Linked DNA regions of Macaca mulatta: region 2 is linked to region 1. A link is a contact called in public Hi-C data. All regions are on one chromosome and are shown on one strand. Each heading gives the region's core, a stretch centred on a gene start, on an enhancer-like site or on the middle of the called end of the contact. The rest is flanking DNA. Distances are from core to core; before and after follow the strand shown.

The links. A called contact is a pair of places that touch in the nucleus more often than the background predicts.
Region 2: a Hi-C map of fetal cortical plate shows a contact between it and region 1, with 2.5 times the contacts expected there. The contact joins the promoter of ANKRD44 here to the enhancer-like site in region 1. A contact is called at or near these places in 7 of 14 Hi-C or Micro-C datasets (CD4 T cells, blood, cortical neurons and 3 more).

The regions. Positions count from the first base shown.
Region 1 is chr12:102,131,080-102,135,499 of T2T-MMU8v2.0, forward strand. The region is part of intron 1 of ANKRD44 (ankyrin repeat domain 44); the gene reads right to left. Among named protein-coding and RNA genes, the nearest start is that of ANKRD44, 120 kb to the right of the region's middle. Within about 2 kb of position 1,767, at least 7 of the 40 cell types and tissues checked have an H3K27ac peak or open chromatin away from gene starts, as enhancers often do. A contact at or near this core is called in fetal cortex germinal zone and fetal cortical plate, where this site is marked.
Region 2 is chr12:102,247,431-102,251,752 of T2T-MMU8v2.0, forward strand. ANKRD44 (ankyrin repeat domain 44) reads right to left here and starts at 1,301. Exons shown (of 28, transcript XM_077957343.1): 1 at 1,205-1,301.

The DNA.
Region 1 (4,420 bases), core at 517-3,016:
TAAATAAATCGAGTTAGGATTATAACCCACTCAACACCACCTCTAAAGCAGAGGGGCCCATCATAGTGGGAAAGAAGCTTTTACAGGCCCAGGAACAAAAATTAAACTGAGCATGACTTGGCCTTTGTTACACTGAGCAACCTCGAAAATGTCACAGTCTCTCTGTACTCAGAAGTCGAATCTATAAAGACAATAACTCACTGAACTAATAAATCATTTCTTGTTGACTAATCAAAAGGTAACTGCAAATATTCATGCCTGCTTGATGGGACCCAAGATTGCAATTTCACTACTTAAGGTTATCATAAACACATGTAGTTACACCTTTCTTCTGGATCTCCTGATGGACATAAAGGAAATGAATTCCCTGTTTGGAGCTGTGACAAAGTCTAACAATTTGTCTGTTAGTGACAAAGTTGAGACTAGAACTTAGTTTTCTTGATTCTTGCAACTCAGTACTTTCTCTCACATGTAATATGTATATAAAATTCATGATCAGAATTCGGCTTCAGTTTCAACATACCCCCTATGGAGAAATATTATACACTAAGGAAAAAGCTGCCATATATGAGATACATTCTCTCTCTATATATACACATACATACTTACACAAATAGTGGCCAAATGAATATATAGATAGATAGATATAGATATAGATATAGTTCCTTGCAACAAAATAGCTAACAATAAAATAATCTTACCAAAAGACAGAAAACAAAGGGCTACAGTCTTTCAAAGTTGAGGGGGCTCAGCATGGGTCTGAGTTACAAAAATGAAGAAGGTAGTCACTAAGCAAAATTTTGAAGGATGAGACTGGGGACTGGAGAGTAAATCTTTCATGTTGGAAAATAATAGAAAATGAAGTTAGAAAAATGAATAACTGGGTCGGGGGAGCATCACATCAGCATAAGGAGCTTTAACCTAATCTTTTTGGTGCGATCATAGCTCATTACCACCTCAAACTCTTGGACTCAAGCAATGCTCCCACCTCAGCCTCCCAAGTAGTTCAGACTACAGGTATAGGCTACTGTTATACCTGGCGAATTTTTAATTTTTTTTTTTTTTTTTGTGGAGACAGGGTCTTGCTATGTTGCCCAGGTTGGTCTTGAACCCCTGGCCTCAAGCAATTCTTCTGCCTTAGCCTCCCAGAGAGCTGGGATTACAGTCATGAGACACTGTACCCAGCCTTTACCTAATCTTATGGACAAACAGGAATGGGGGTCTTGAGCAAGAGAAAGGAATAGACTTTTCCCAAACATTTAATCTGGCCAAAGTGTACACTCAGTATTGGAGGAAAGATTGGAGTTACAGACCCAGTTAGAAGGCTGTTGCTACAATCCAAGCCATCACAGGGAAGAACTTTCCCATCTTTTTTTAATCACAGTCTCCCCAGGTGCTACTTACAGGGATACGGTGAAAACAACAGATACAGTTTTTGGTTCTTTGATGTCTGCTCTATTCCTGGATGCAATTTTGGCCCAGCATCTTGGCCACTTTCCTTCACTCTTTATATATAGCCCAAATCCCTTGCCTCTGAAACACTAATGTTTCCAGGTGAAACTGAGGTTACTTCCTTTAGTTCTGGAACACTTCCATTTTTTCCCCCACAGAACCTCTGCGGATGTAAGCTCTGTTTTGTCAGACTTGTCACTTGATCGCTGAATTTAAATCATAACATTTCAAAAATAGGCCACATCCATAAAGAGAAAGGCAAATCAAAACAAGGCAGACAGCCTTTGCCAAGTGCCATATTTCTATCAGGATCTGCTGCCAACTACCCACAGCTTTTTTCACTCTGTCTAGTTTCAAATGGCTTGAGATCAAACCTAAACTTTAGCTAAGATAATTAAATTGTGGTTGGGGAGTTAACTTTTAAAGAAAGCTAATTTGGGCAAAAGGACAATGGATCCAGGAGGTTAGTTCATACAGAATATTTAAATCTGTGTAATTTTAGTGAAACTAAAAGAACAACTATATATAATTCTGCAACAGTTTCCTGTTTTGAAAAATTGGTATAGCGGTTTTATTTCTCATCTTGGCTTGGGTTACATTCTTTGTATAACTGTATCTTATTGCATATTGAATTCATGTAGTTTCAAACATGAGAGGTGAATTTAATAATGTTAATCAATATAAACCACTTTAGTGAGCTTTGTGGGGAAAAAAGAAAAATGGCCAGAAGATGATTTTCAGGGTTGTAGGCATATTCAGTATAATGTATTTGTCTGCTCAAACAGAGACAGCAGTTCAGTTTCAGGGTGCACCCGGTATGTGCATCACTTATAAAAAAAAAAAAAGACAACAATAAAAAAGTATTCTTTATTTAAAAATAGCAGAAAATGATCCATAACTACAGAAATATCTTCTTGTAGTCGTAATTTTAATTTTTGAGAATCTCACAAATGGGAAGCTAAATAAAGCAATTCAAGTGTTCTTTAAAAACAACAACAAAATCAGCATGTGGAAATGAAAGGTATTCTCAGAAAGGTGGCAATCTCTTGCTATATTTGAGGAGGCTAGAACTACTGTATACAAGATATATGGATTAACTCAGTCACATTAAATCATTCATGATTCAGGCAACTCCAGATTGGGTTTGTCTAAAATCTGTTAGCACCTGGGTTCTTTCCAAACACCAGCAAGCAATTTTCACACAATCAGGCCTTTCCAAAGCCCATGACAATTTTCCTTTAAACCCTCTCCTTCCCTTCTACTGTTCTTTTCTTTGAATTCCACGTGCATTCTTGGAAAGACAGGGAGCAGTTAAACTCTCACCACCTCTCCACAGATGAGGGACTAGCGACATGTGCAAAACTGAGTCACCTTCGTGGCCCTGGCCATTCTGGCCATTGTCAATTTTTTTTTCCTAAGGCATCTTGTTACAGCAACCATTCTAAAATGTAAGGCAGTGGGTTGACCAGGATCTGAATTAGCTTCTGCCTCAGATGGCTGGAGGGTCCCCTACTCCCCTCCCAGCCAGAAATTCACATGGAATGAAAATCTATTAGAGAATCCCTTCAGTGTAGTCTTCCAGGAAGCATCTTCTCATTTCCCCACCCAAAATCATGGCAAGGACATCCAGTGACAGATGTCAAAGGGAAAGGATAAGGCAGCAGGAAGAGAGAGGAGCCTGAGAGACTGAAAAACATTCGATAATATAAAATGGGAAAGTCTGCAAAAAAAAACAAAAGAACAGTCATATCATATTTCCTTTCAGAGACACCAACCCAGTACATAGCTCCTTTATTTCTTTACACACTACCCCCTCCAACAAGGGATAAAAGATATGTTTTCTAAAACTTAATCTGGTACATTTCAGAAAACAGCATTCAATTCAACAAAGATGTATTAAGCATAAGACATTTACTGAGCATAAGAAATTCAGACACTGGGCAATTCCTCAAGGATCTAGAACTAGAAATACCATTTGACCCAGCCATCCCATTACTGGGTATATAACCAAAAGATTATAAATCATGCTGCTATAAAGACACATGCACACGTATGTTTATTGCGGTACTATTCACAATAGCAAAGACTTGGAACCAACCCAAATGTCCATCAGTGATAGACCGGATTAAGAAAATGTGGCACATATACACCATGGAATACTATGCAGCCATAAAAAAGGATGAGTTCATGTGCTTTGTAGGGACCTGGATGAAGCTGGAAACCATCATTCTCAGCAAACTATCACAAGGACAAAAAACCGAACACCACGTGTTCTCACTCATAGGTGGGAATTGAACAATGAGAACACTTGGACACAGGAAGGGGAACATCACACACCGGGGCCTGTTGTGGTGTGGGGGGAAGTGGGAGGGATAGCATTAGGAGATATACCTAATGTAAATGACGAGTTAATGGGTGTAACACACCAACATGGCACATGTATACATATGTAACAAACCTGCATGTTGTGCACATGTACCCTAGAACTTAAAGTGTAATAATAAATAAATAATTCAGACACTGGAGGCCAGGCACAGTGGCTCATGCCTGTAATCCCAATACTTTGGGAGGCCAAGGCAGGTGGATCACTTGAGTCCAGGAGTTTGAGACCGGCCTAGACAACATGGTGAAACCCCATCTCCACTGAAAATGCAAAAATCATCTGGGCATGGTGGTACACTCCTGTAGTCCCAGCTACTCTGGAGGCTGAGGTGGGAGAATCAACTGAGCCCAGGAAATTGAGGCTGCAGTGAGCCATGCTCACACCATTGTACTCCAGCCTGGGTGACAGAGTGAAATCCTGTCTCAAAAAAAAAGAAAGAAAAAGAAAAAGAAAGAAAGAAAATAAAAGAAAAAGAAAGAAATTCAGACACTGGAATGTCAGAGTCAGTCTCTCCCTTGATGAGGTTACCAAGGTGTAACAGGAAGTATGCAAATACACACAGCTGGAGTGTAAGCCACATGCTGC
Region 2 (4,322 bases), core at 51-2,550, 120 kb after region 1:
TGTTACCATTCCACAGACCTGCGGCAAGGACTGTCAATCCGATTCAGCAAATAACCCCACCTCTCCAAGCCAGGACTCCAGAGCTGCCCTGTGTGGTATCTCAGCAAGGAAAGCCAACAAAGCTGGTGGACACAGGCAGACCGTAGCCCACCGCCTGTGAGTGGAGACTCCCAGCCGACTTGACCTCCTCCTCGGAGGGACCGGCCCGATCTGAAAGGGCGGTCTCCAAGGGTCCCCATCCCGCACCACGCACACAGCCTGGGGCAACTAAAGAGGAAGTCGGGATGTCACATCCAACGGATAAAGACAGCCCCGCCACACAAGAGCCGCATTCTGGGCAGGACTCCTGCTAGGCTTGGGAAGGGGTCCCAGTCTGCGATCCTTTCTCCCTCTACGTGCAGCGTCCTCCTCCCGGGGGCGCCGGCCGGTGGCGCCCACTCAACGCGGCGCGGTGGGAGTCCCGGGAGCACCCCGAGCCCCCGGCCCCCTCCCCGGCTCCGCCGGGCCCGCGGCCGCCGCACTCGCGCACCCCGCGACCCAGCTGCCCAGCGCCCGCGGGCCCTGCCCCGGACTCGGGCACGCAGTTCCGACGGCCCAGGGCGGGGACGGCGCCGCGGAGGGGAGCTGCCGCCGCGGGCTCTCGGAGGCACCGGCGGCCGCGCACACTCCTCCCCTTCGCCGTGAGTAAACAGCTCGCGGGCGCGCTCCAGCCGCGCCCCCATCCCCCCGCCGGGCTCCGCGCCGCCCTGCGCCCGCGCGTCCCGCCCGCCGGCGCCGCCGCCCCCTACCTGGTCGGTGAGTTTGAGCACTGCCATTCTTCCGCTCCTTCGCGCGCACACACATGCAGGTCCCCGGCCCGCAGATGTCACGCCGGGAGCCGGGGAAGCGGAAGGAATTGCCAGGGGAAGGGAAAAAAATCTGGCTCCCGAATTTGACAGCCCTCCCCCTGCTCCTCCTCCGCCGCCACCTCCTCCCGCCGAGAGGCTGACACTGGCTAGTGGGGTTTGCAGCCGAGCCCGCCCGCCTTTCCACAGGAAGTACCGGCTGCTGCCAGCCGGGCCGCCACTGACATCACCGCGCGCTGGCTTGCTCGCCGCCCGCCGCCTGGGCCGACGCTGCCTCCTGCCGCCCGCAGCCGCGCCGCGCAGCCCGGCCCCCGGCGCTGCCCCCGCGCCCGCACCGGGACGCCGCCTGCCTTCCGCACCTGCACGTGGCGCCCCGCCCGGCCGGCCCCGGACCCCTGGTGGATCGCGGGCCTCCCTGATGGGTCTGACACACACGGGTGGGGAAGCCCGCGGGGACACACCCCGAGGGGGCAGGAAAGGCTGTCACTCACACCCCGTCCACTTTAACCGGGGAGACGGGGTCACGCCCCCTTCCCCTAACCCAGAATCAGATGGTGGCAGCGCCCCGACGATCCCACCTCGCCAGGGACTGCAATTCCGATGCTCTCTTTGTTTAATGCCAGGAGGCAGTGGATTCTTTAGAGGGTGTTTCTCAAACATTTATGGGTGGAGGGAACCGAAACTCTGACCCTTCCACCTTGTTCTCCAGCCATCTTCCAGCTAAACACACACACACACACACACACACACACACACACACACACGTGCACACACACATACTATTGTTAAATTCGAACACCCTGGGTTTGGTTTTGCTGGTGGGGGTGGAGTGGAGTTCCTGGAGAAGCAAAGCAGTCCTAAATCACCAAGTTGATGGGGCTTTTGGGTGTTCCCACCAGTCCTTACTGATTTCTACAAAACCCCAAGTTACCAAGCTCTTCAGTAAATAGATGACAGCTGTCAAACACCATGGGCTGCAGACACAACGGTCATATTCGTAAGCATAGTAACTGTTGATAGTTCTGGAATTTGGAGCAAACACTTATTCATTGAACAGCTATGTACTGAGTCCCTACCTTGTTAGGCACTGGCTAGGCACGGGAATAAACAGAGAGCATAAATAAGATACCTGCTCTCAGAAGATGCCAACATAAACCACATAGTCTCTGCTAATGAATGTAATTACAAACTGAGATAAGGGATCTCAAGGGAAAATATGCTTCTGAAGTGAACCCACAACAAAGGAATCAGACCAGACTGGTGGGTTGAGGGCAGGCTTCCCTGAGAAAGTGACAGGAGTTGAGATCTGGAGGAGGCAGAATGAAGTAAGCAAGTGGAGAGGAAGTGCTCCCAGGCAGCCCCGTGTGCCCCTGGCAGGCCATAGAGCAAACCTGTAGGGCGGCATTGAACAGCTTTGAAGAGCAAACTAGAGCTACAGAATTCTTTGGTCAAGACCAAACATCTACCTCTCCTGTATATTCACAAACCAAATGTCCAGTCTTCCTCCCTACTCTTAGAACCTCCCCCAAAGGTTGCACGTGAGACAGGAGAGAAAGGAGCCTTAATATCCTCACATTTACCATGCAGCCACTCTGGTTGTCAAAGCAGCTAAATCCCAAATGTACCTTTATTAGTCCTATAGATTATAATTCAGATCATGCAGACAAGAAGAACCAGGGAACCTTGTTCCTGGCTTCCACTCCTCTATTATCAATGTTGCATGGAAACAAACAAAAAAATTCTTTACAAGGCCTTTCTCAGACATACAACAGATTGTTTATGTTGCATCTATGAGTCAGTTCTTCACTGCTGTTATTTGTATGTCTATTTACTGAACATCCTGCATGGCTTTGTAAGTAAACTGAATAGGACCCTGCATTCTCTACTAAAATAGAGCCATCTTTCAGAAGAGTGATAACATATGACTTAATCTGGAAGATTCACTCAAGATCCAATTTGATTCATCGCAGACATGCCTGCACCTAAGTTCCTGGGGCCAATGTGGGGAGGCAGCCATTCTCCGCCCAATCAGATCATCATCTTCTTTTTGTAACTAGTATTTTTAACACTCCCCTTACTATCCTGAAAAGTAATTTGTGGATAATATTACCTACCTATACAAATTAAAAAAAAAAAAAACCCAGCAACAATATATTGTCCTAATTGTACAATAAAGGAAAAATTAAAGGAAAGTAATTTATAATGAATATGTATTTCAGTAGGTAAATGGTACAACACAACTCTCTTTGTCTTCTAACAAAACGAAGCAGTAAGATGCTTCCACCTCTATGGAGAGGCTTTGTGAATGAGAATTACAAATGCAGACAGATGTGAATACATAGTGTTAGCAATTCAAATATCAAGATCGGTGTTGTCATAGGTGACATGACTTTGTGAAAGGTTGAACAACTCGTGGCCAAGTTTCAAATAAAATAGGGAGCAGAGGATTTGGCAAAATTTATTGATATGACTACATTTATCAGAAGGTCTGCTTTTAATGTGTTAGCCAGTACTCTGACAGTGATTCAAACAGTTTGTTTACTTCATTAAATGAGACTCAGACTCAGCGGGGGACTATATTCGGTGAGCTTGAGATGCCAGAATGCCGCTGGTATAATGTAGAGAAAGAAATCCAAAGGTTTGTGGAGATGGGAATGTTGGAATAATTTTATCATGTATAATCTGTACAACTAACCCCTACATATTCCTGGAGAGCCAGATGATGATCTTTATACTGAAGCATTGAAAAATACAGGCCGGACACCATGGCTCACGCCTGTAATCCCAGTACTTTGGGAGACTGAGGCAGGTGGATCACCTGAGGTCAGGAGTTCGAGACCAGCCTGGCCAACATGGTGAAACCCTATCTCTACTAAAAATACAAAAAATTAGCCAGGCGTGGTAGCACGCACCTGTAGTCCCAGCTACTCGGGAGGCTGAGTCAGGAGAATCACTTGAACCCAGGAGGCAGAGGTTGAAGTGAGCCGAGGTCATGCCATTGCATTCCAGCCTGGGCAATAAAGCAAGACTCTGTCAAGCAAGAAGGAAGGAAGGAAGAAATGAAGGAAGGAAGGGAGGGAGGGAGGGAGGGAGGGAGGGAGGGAGGGAGGAAGGAAAGAAAGAAAGAAAGACATTTGAGAGAGAATATCAGAAAAACTCTCTAGTCGCTGGATATGATGGTGGGAGATGCTTTCATTGAGATGGCTCCTTGATTTTTATATTTGTGGGATCCTGCGACAGCAATGGCCAAGAGGCAGCACTTAGCTGGCAGAGACAAGGTGGGCACGTTTACTGTAATGGACAGCAGAGACAAAGTAGCACTTAAAGGTCTTAACCTACAGGTATATCTGCCAGTGCCCTAGGTTGTCCTAGGAATGAAATAGACGGGCAGACTTTGGAAATAGCCCTTGATCTTTACAACAGACAAAACTCTAGGTCTGCCGCCTGAAAGCTCCCTTGAGCCATCAAAATGAAATT